Regions from separate parts of the Mus musculus genome. Here region 1 is linked to region 2. Evidence: chromatin contacts called from public Hi-C data. All regions are on one chromosome and are shown on one strand. The core of a region is the stretch at or near the end of the contact, and the rest is flanking DNA. Distances in the headings are between cores, read along the strand shown.

Evidence for each region. A called contact is a pair of places that touch in the nucleus more often than the background predicts.
Region 1: a Hi-C map of the N1E-115 cell line shows a contact between it and region 2, with 2.4 times the contacts expected there. The contact joins two enhancer-like sites. A contact is called at or near these places in 4 of 484 Hi-C or Micro-C datasets (the N1E-115 cell line, embryonic stem cells, nephron progenitors and 1 more) and 2 of 9 other capture datasets (adipose tissue and pancreatic islet).

Annotation. Positions count from the first base shown.
Region 1 is chr13:96,178,735-96,182,815 of GRCm38.p6, reverse strand. No RefSeq gene overlaps it. Among named protein-coding and RNA genes, the nearest start is that of Gm29543, 48 kb to the right of the region's middle. Within about 2 kb of position 1,770, at least 9 of the 459 cell types and tissues checked have an H3K27ac peak or open chromatin away from gene starts, as enhancers often do. A contact at or near this core is called in the N1E-115 cell line, where this site is marked.
Region 2 is chr13:96,071,991-96,076,185 of GRCm38.p6, reverse strand. The region is part of intron 2 of Sv2c (synaptic vesicle glycoprotein 2c); the gene reads left to right. Among named protein-coding and RNA genes, the nearest start is that of Sv2c, 58 kb to the left of the region's middle. Within about 2 kb of position 2,380, at least 12 of the 459 cell types and tissues checked have an H3K27ac peak or open chromatin away from gene starts, as enhancers often do. A contact at or near this core is called in the N1E-115 cell line, where this site is marked.

The DNA.
Region 1 (4,081 bases), core at 521-3,020, 110 kb before region 2:
AAGGGAAAAAATCCTTTTTGTACAAGGACCATAAGAACCTTTAAAAGCTGATGTATAGTGGTCTGAAGACTGATCTAAACTTTATATGTCAGCTAGAGAAATAAAACTAGCCAGTGTCTCCAACATATTTTAGTTAGAAGAAAACAAAGTGTGAAACACGAAGCATTGGTGAGTGAAATGAAGGCTCTCCGGGATTTGAGGTCTGTAGTGGGAATGGTGCAAGTGTGTTAGATGTCTGCTGAGTATCAGGCCTCTAACAGGAATGGTGTAAGTGTGTAAGGAGATGCCTGATCAATGGAAAGTCTGGTCAGTGTGTCAGTCACTTATAGTGGGTAAGGGAGACAGAGAGCCTGACCTGCTGGAATAAACCTTTAATCCCAGTGACTTGGAAAGCCTAAGCAGAAGGATCAAAAGTTCAAGACCAAGGTCAGCCTCGGTCACTTGGTGAGACCCCCCACATAGAAATAAACTGTAAACCAGGGCTGGATACTGCTCAGTGGTAGAACACCTGACTGGCTCTGAACTCAACCCCTGGTGATAGGGTAGGAAGAAGAACTGAAGGTTGTGGAGCTGTGAGTTTTGAGGAGACACTGCCAGTACTGTCAAGGTCTTGCATATGTTGTAGATCTGGAGAGATCACTGCATATGGTGATCTGCCAACCATTTGTCAATCGTAGAGGAATTTTTGATGTATTGTAAGAGCAGAATCCAGACTGTTGTATGTTGAAAGGTAAATGGGGTGAGAGAAATGGAGGTGTGAGCACACACCTTCCATTAAGAACATGGTAATAGAACAAAGACTGATAGGAGATAGGCGAGCACTGGTTGTCTTCCTTCGGGAGAAACTGTCAGGGAAGACAGAGAAAACAAATATGGAAGAGCAACAGAGAGAAAGAGTGCCAGCCTTCTTGACTTGAATATGTGAGCCACATGAGTCCGACGCAGCATCTCCAGCAGTGCAAGAGCAAGCGTCTGATCATAATAAATGAACGCCCATTCTAGAAACAAATTGTATTCTGATATTAATAGACTCGTGCCCCCATTCAATTACCACGATACAGAGAAATTTTTATCCATCCTGTCAGCCACTTCCACGGCAACTCTAATGTCCCATCTTTGTCTCGCTTTCCGTTTATCTCACCGTTCCCAATACGCAGCAACGTGCTTCACACTGTAAGGGTTTAATTGATATTGGGGAGCTGAGCTTAATTTGAAACTATGAAATGACAAGTGATATGGGAAAGTGTCAGGTTCCCTTATGTATTTACTTATCTGCTAACATCAGTTTTTCTTCTTTCCTCAGAAAGTTATCTATAATTGAAAGGATATTTTACTGTGATTCATTTGAACCTGTTCTATAGTACATTTCACCCCATTAATCACAGGGAAGATTTTAGCCTCATACCTTCATACGCAAAAATGGCTGGGGTATTGAGTTAGGATGAAAGCTTTTACCTGACCTTCGATTATATCAGAATCTTCTTGGCAAATAGATATTACTTGACTTAGTCTTAAAATCAAAATGAACATCGCAAAAAAAAAAATAACAACAAAAAAAAACCATTGAAATTATCAGTGTTGTGCTGTGTCTTCCTACACTGTTCTTGGATCTAGTTTCTAGTCCCCAGTCTGCAGGGCTGGCATTAATAATGTCATTGAGCAAAACCAGGAGCCTGGGTTACAGGGAATTATCTCATACCACTTTGCAGCAGGGCAAGGCTAGTGTGGGAGCTGGGCGCTCACTCGGATGCCTTTCTCCCCACTCACTTGCTCCCCATGGTGCAATACCTCACAGCTGCATTCAATAAATGCTCACGAGTGTCATTCTGTGCACTGGAGGATGGCTTTCTTCTCTCAGCACGCCTGGTGCATTAACAGACGCCCTCTCAGCCTTAAATGTTATATGGGCATCCTAAGAACCTGGCTCCCATGCGTGACAGGCACTAGAATAGATCCGTGCACACTTCAGGATGGCCACACCCAGCCTCGGCTCCACACTGCTCTAATTCTCTGTCACCCACTGTCTATTACAACAAAGTCAGCTGGCGGGCAAGAGCATTCGTCACCATGTCACCTGCCAATTTCGTTCCGTATTAATTCCCCTCTCTCCTCCACGTGAGCAAAGATCTAATCCTTTTCTATGTGACCTCATCTTCACTTAGACATGAAGGCGTGAGGCTGCCAAACATAGCAAGATCTAACTCTCACAGTGGCTAGACTATCATGGGCAATCGCTGAAAAGCCTGCTATTCTCAAGTCTTTCTGAATGGAAAATAAGTATATGTCTTAAGCTATTTATTTATTTTTATTTAATTTTTATAAATTTTTTTTGTAATTATTTTATATTTTATATTTTAAATGTATAAGATTATAAAATGTATATACAATTATAAAAATTATAAAATTTTAAATATATAAAATTTATAACATTTTATTTATAAAACTAAATTTTATAATTATTTTTATTTAAATATTTTTTATACTCCCAGTTTTATAACTTTTAAAATTTAATTTCATTTTTATTTTTATTCACTTTACATCCGCTCACTGTCCCCCTCCTGGTCACCCCTTCCTACAATCCTTCTTCCACCCTCTTCCCTTCTCCTTTAAGTGGGTGGATCTCCCCTAGGTATTATGACACTTCAAGTCTCTACGATGCTAAGTGTTTCCTCTCCCATTGAGGCCAGGTAAGGCAGCCCAGCTAGAAGAACATATTCCACACACAGGGAACAGCTTTGGGGATAGCCTCCATTTCAGTTGTCCAGGACCCACTTGAAGACCAAGTTGCACATCTGCTACATATGTGTAGGGAGGCCTAGGTCCAGCCCATGTATGTTCTTTGGTTGGATATTCAGACTCTGAGAGCCCCAAGGGTCCAGGTTAGTTGACTCTGTTAGTCTTCCTGTGGAGTTCCTATCCCCTTAGGGGCCCGTAATCCTTCGTCCTATTCTTCCATAAGGGTCTCCAAGCTCCATCCACTGTTTGGCTGTGAGTGTCTGCATCTGTCTGAGTCAGCTGCTGGGGGAGCCTCTCAGAGGACAGCCACGCTAGACTCCTGCCTGCAAGCATGACAGAGTATCATTAATAATGTTAGAGACTGATGCTTGCCCATGGGATGGGTCTCAAGTTGGAGCAGTTGTTGGTTGACAATTCCCCCAGTCTTTGCTCCATCCTCTGTGCCTAGTCTTCTTGTAGACAGGATAAATTTTAGGTTGAAAGTTTTGTAGGTGTGTTGTCTCTATCACTCCACTGGAGTTCCTGCCTGGCTACAGGAGGTAGCCTCTTCGGGTTCCATATCCCCAGTAGTGTGAGTCACAGCTAAGGTCATCCCCATTGATTCTTGGGTGCCTCCCTTATCCCAGGTCTCTTCCTCGTCCTGGAGATGCCCCCCACCTCCTCACCCCCATCAGCTGCAGATTTCCACTCATTTTATATACAATTGTATTTTATATACAATTATAAAAATTAAAATTTATAAAATTTGTGACACTGTATTTATTAAATTATTTATTATTTTATACTTATTTTTATTTATATTTTTTCAGTTTTAAAAATCACATATTATCCTGTCACTGGAAAGTTCAGTGCCGAAGCGTGCGACTGGGACACACGGGGCGGTGGCTTGCACACTGCAAATGTTGCTATTCCCCATGCTCACCCACATCGCCGCTGACTGTTTTAGAAGGCTGATTTATAATGACATCTAATGCTTGCAGATACCAGGTTCAAATTTTGGAGTCAATCAATACATATAAATTATGTTTCTTTCCTCTATGTTTTAAAACCACTGTATCTTTTTTTAGCTGATTCCTTCAGGTGACTTCTATTAATACTGCCCAGAGCCTCTGGGCAACTGTACTTCCCTCTGAGCAGTCGTTTGCTGTCTAATTAAGGCAACAAAAGGTTCCCTATGCTACAAGATCCTTTGTACGGATTTGAAGGGAGGAACCCACCATCTTTTAAAATATTTAGATGCATTAGATGCGTGGTACTTGATGCAAGAACTCTCAAATGTGACCAGGAAGACATGATTATTACAACAGAGTCTAATGGACTTCTGACTTAGCTACTGGTGACTTAG
Region 2 (4,195 bases), core at 1,131-3,630:
TACTGTAGGATAGAGCACAGAGTCATTGGGTCTGCCTTTGAGAACTTACAAAAACTCATCTAGGAAGTAACATCTGAGCAGGTATTTGAAGGATGATGCAGAGCTCCCTGGGCAGTTAAGAAGAGTGATGCTCTAGGAAGATAATGTTGCTGTCGACAAGCACGGGCCCTGTGAGGAGTTCACTAGGAGTTGTTGAAGAGCTGACAGAGGTCAAGCTGTAGACCCGTACTGGGAAAGACCTTTACATCAAGAAAAGGAATTGCTTTTATCCTGAACTGAGAAAGAACAGACTGTTAAATCGGGGTTTGGGGAAACTACTATGGTAGCGGTGTAGTGTGAGAAGTGAATCAGATGAGAGGCTTAAAAAGTCAGATGGACATGGAAAAAATCTTTTACTGATGTAGGATGATTGGCAAGTTAAACAATTCCATTCCTCAGTTTTGATATCTGTATGTCAGGAGTAAGAGCACTAGATCTGACTGGTGTCTTAAATGAGAAAAAATTTTATATAGCTGTTAACAATGCCTTACATTGTGCCATTGTTGGTAAAATATGTAAAATCCCACTGTTGCTGCTTAGACTTGAGTGTGATTGTTCTCTTTCAAGTTTATTCCAAATTTTTGATTATTTGGCACCCTGGGTGTGCTCTGAAATTTGATTGCTGTGTTGTATACCCTTATCGTGTTTGCTGTATTTGGGGATCCATAGCTGTGTCTCCTGGGGAATGGTCTCTTTGTCCTCCGTGTCTACTTCAGTGTCTTTGATGGGCTTTTATCTGGGCTGTGAATATGCCCTCTGGCTCTGTTTAGCCTCCTAGCTGTCACCTCAATCTTAATTGAATTTTAAAATTATTAGCTCATGAAGTACAGCCTGTATGCCTATACTAGCAAAATCTTATTTGGATTCATTATTGCCAAACAAGAAAATAAGATTAAACAATCTATCACCAATATAGTCCTCTAGTTCTTTGCATTCTCCTGAGGAGAAATGTTTCTGACACCAGAAAAGAGCTTGACCAAAGTTGCCTGCAAAACACTGGTCCATCCACTGATCTGATGGGACAGAAAGTAGCCAGAGCTTCAGGCCACATTCTTAAAACATCTGGTAATGTGCAATCGATGCAAAGTGTATAGAAAAGAGAATGATAATGGCTCACACCCCTGGGGATGCCCTCTATTCCACAGTAGGTCTACTAGGATGCCTACTGTACATCTCTGGGAATGTGCACCATCCCATGGTAGGTCCATCTCTAGGTAGGCATGGTCTACTATATTTCCTAAGCTTAGTGTGAGCTTGTGGGAAGCTGAAACAAGAGAATCAGAGTTCAAAGGTAGCCTGGGCTACATAGACTGCCTCAAAAACAAAAAGTCAAGCCAAACAAATAAACAACAAAACAAGCAAAAGAATAGGGTAAGGATATGAATTGGTACAAGAGCCCATGTGAGCTTGAGGACCTGGGTTCATGACCCAGCGCCATTCCATAGAAACAATTAAAAATGGGATAATTTAACACATCACAGAACTAACACACACACACGCACAGAGAGAGAGAGAGAGAGAGAGAGAGAGAGAGAGAGAGAGAGAGAGAGACTACATTAATTTTCTGTGTTCAGAGGGATGCTGGAACTGATGATCATCCCTGCACAGATGAGAGCTATTTTCTCTCTTTCTCTGCCTGTTGCCAGAAGCTTCCCAGAATTCAGGGTCCAGATGGGCTCTGCTCTTAGTCAGTCATGGCTCCTCTTGCAGCGTCCCCTAAGCAATTTCAGACTAACTCAGGGCCCTGGTTTTACTATTTTGACCTCTCATGAATATGCCAGATTGGTGACTTTGGTTTCTTTCCCTGGGCAGCATTTGAAGGAAGGATTTGGTTTCAATGAAATATGTTTCTTAAAAGCCAGAGGGGGCTAACATAAGACCTCAAATATTCAGCAGTTAATTATTAATTTATGTGGAATCAGATAATCATAAAATGTCACTTGCTGGTAGAATTTTTTGCTAAATGAGAACTTTTTGGAGGTTTTTAGGGGGTGAGGATAAAATAAGCTGTTAGAGCCAAAGCTCTTTTGCTAGAACTATGGAAGTCAATGTGATTTACATACTTTCTAAATGTCTCAAAAAAGCAAAAGCAAAAACAAATGAAGAAAACCATAAACAAATTACAAACCTCTTAGGGTGGGGTGTAGCTTAGTGGGAGAGATGGGAATTGCCTCCCAACGGTGGTAACTAACATGGTGAGCTTTTGTTTCCTGAAATGTTAACACACTATAAAACAGACACACAACTAAGACCACGCCCTGATGGCTCAGCACAGCCTCAGTGCTATCCTTTCCCTCCGTGCCCTTTCTCTCCTGTCCGTGCTGCCATCTGAACTGTGCCTGATTCATCCTTTGATGCTCTGTGCTGTGGTGTAAGAAGCTGAATAATTAGATCTGTTGATAAACAGCAAAGTGCGTATGAGCTTAACTCTCCAGCCAGGACCCCATGGCACACATCCAAGACATGAAGATCAATGCCAGGCGCGTAGCCAAGTGGGCTAAGGATGCTGGCGATTTGACCTTTTGGTCCATTACTGTAATTCTGTTTCTCTAGACTCAAACAAGACTAATGACCGTGCCTCAGTTAAAAGCCTTACATCAGCAGCTTAATTTTTTTCCTATGGTCAGAAAAAAAAAAAACGATTTAAGAGTTTGGAATTGATACACCATAGATTGAAGGCTTCAACGTTTTAGCTTCTTTACTCACTGGGACATGGTCCCCATCTATAGCTGTTCTTTTATCTTCTGGGCTCCCTTCTTGTGATGAATTCTCTTGTCCCCACAGCCTGCTTGCCATTTGTGTTCTGATATTCCACATCCTATCCATGACTAGTTAGTATGCAGGCTAGTGTGAACTCTTAGGAATAGCCTTAAACTACATAATTCAGCCTGCTATGTTCCTCTCTATTTGCCACTCGATACAACTCTCCAGATATTCCAGCATAAGGGGAAGTTAGAGTTCAGATAAACTTGAACTCTCACACAATCTACTTAAATTTAAAGTGTAGAAATAATAGTGCAATTTTTCCCATAAAAATGCCATGTGTGATATTTGGGACATACTGATACTAAAATAATAATAATAATTTATCATTTGATCATCTGGCATTAAAATTTATCTGGATGACTTTGCTACTGCCTGTGTTGGTAAAGGGAGAGTAGAGAGAGTTGTATGCTAATACCAGGTCTTCTAGGAGCCTGGTATTAGCATACAACTCATTGATCTCCTTGTCTCTCTTTATTGGAGTCACATCCAGTGCTGGCCAGAGCTTAGGAATCAGTGTATCAGAATTTGGTATGTGTGTCTTACCCCATCTCACCATGCTTTCTTATTCAAAATGTGAATTTTAAAACTACATCATCTAGCCCAGCGTTTCTAAGACATAATGGCATTTGCAAGGCCTGGGGATATTGTGAGTGTGTGGTTTGGGCATTGCAGATCTGGAATCAGCCTGCTGAGGCTGGAGGTGTAACCCTCACATTGAGTGGTACACACTGAACCCTGTTCTTTCGCTTTTAGGTTTCCCCACCAACATCCCTGGCAGTTGTGGTAAGGATTAAACAGTTGCCAGGGTGGGAGCTTGGGGAAATAGCAGCACAGAGTGGAAATGTTTGCCTTACTTACCAGCATACAGTAATGACCATGGGCAAATGGTGCTACAAACCATTTCAGGAGAGGTAGTTCTTTGTTTTTTTTTTGTTTTCTAACAGCCAATATCAACAGCTGAAGGATATACATTTTTTTGCACTAATAGACAGTAGCTATATATTTTATGCCTTTTCCTTCACAGTGTGGGGAATCTCACATCTCTAACCACATTCACAGGCACAAATCCTGGTGTGGGTTCCAAGTGTGCAGGGCTTAGTGTGACTTTATTTTGTGGAAATAGCTTCTTGGTGCCAGTGTCATGGTGATGCAATTAGAATATGGTTCCTTCAGATCATTTTGCCCTGCTTATCCAGCCCCATGAAATGTAATGAATTTTCTCTGAGTAATTTTGTTTTCTCAGGAGAACATAGTTAGACCAGAAATAAATGGTACAATTGTGTTAGACTAGCTGTTTGAAAACTGTATGAATCACGCTGCTCACTGGAACAAAACCAAGTCTCGCTGTGGGGGTCAACTTCACGTAAACACACATGCCTACCCGGGGATA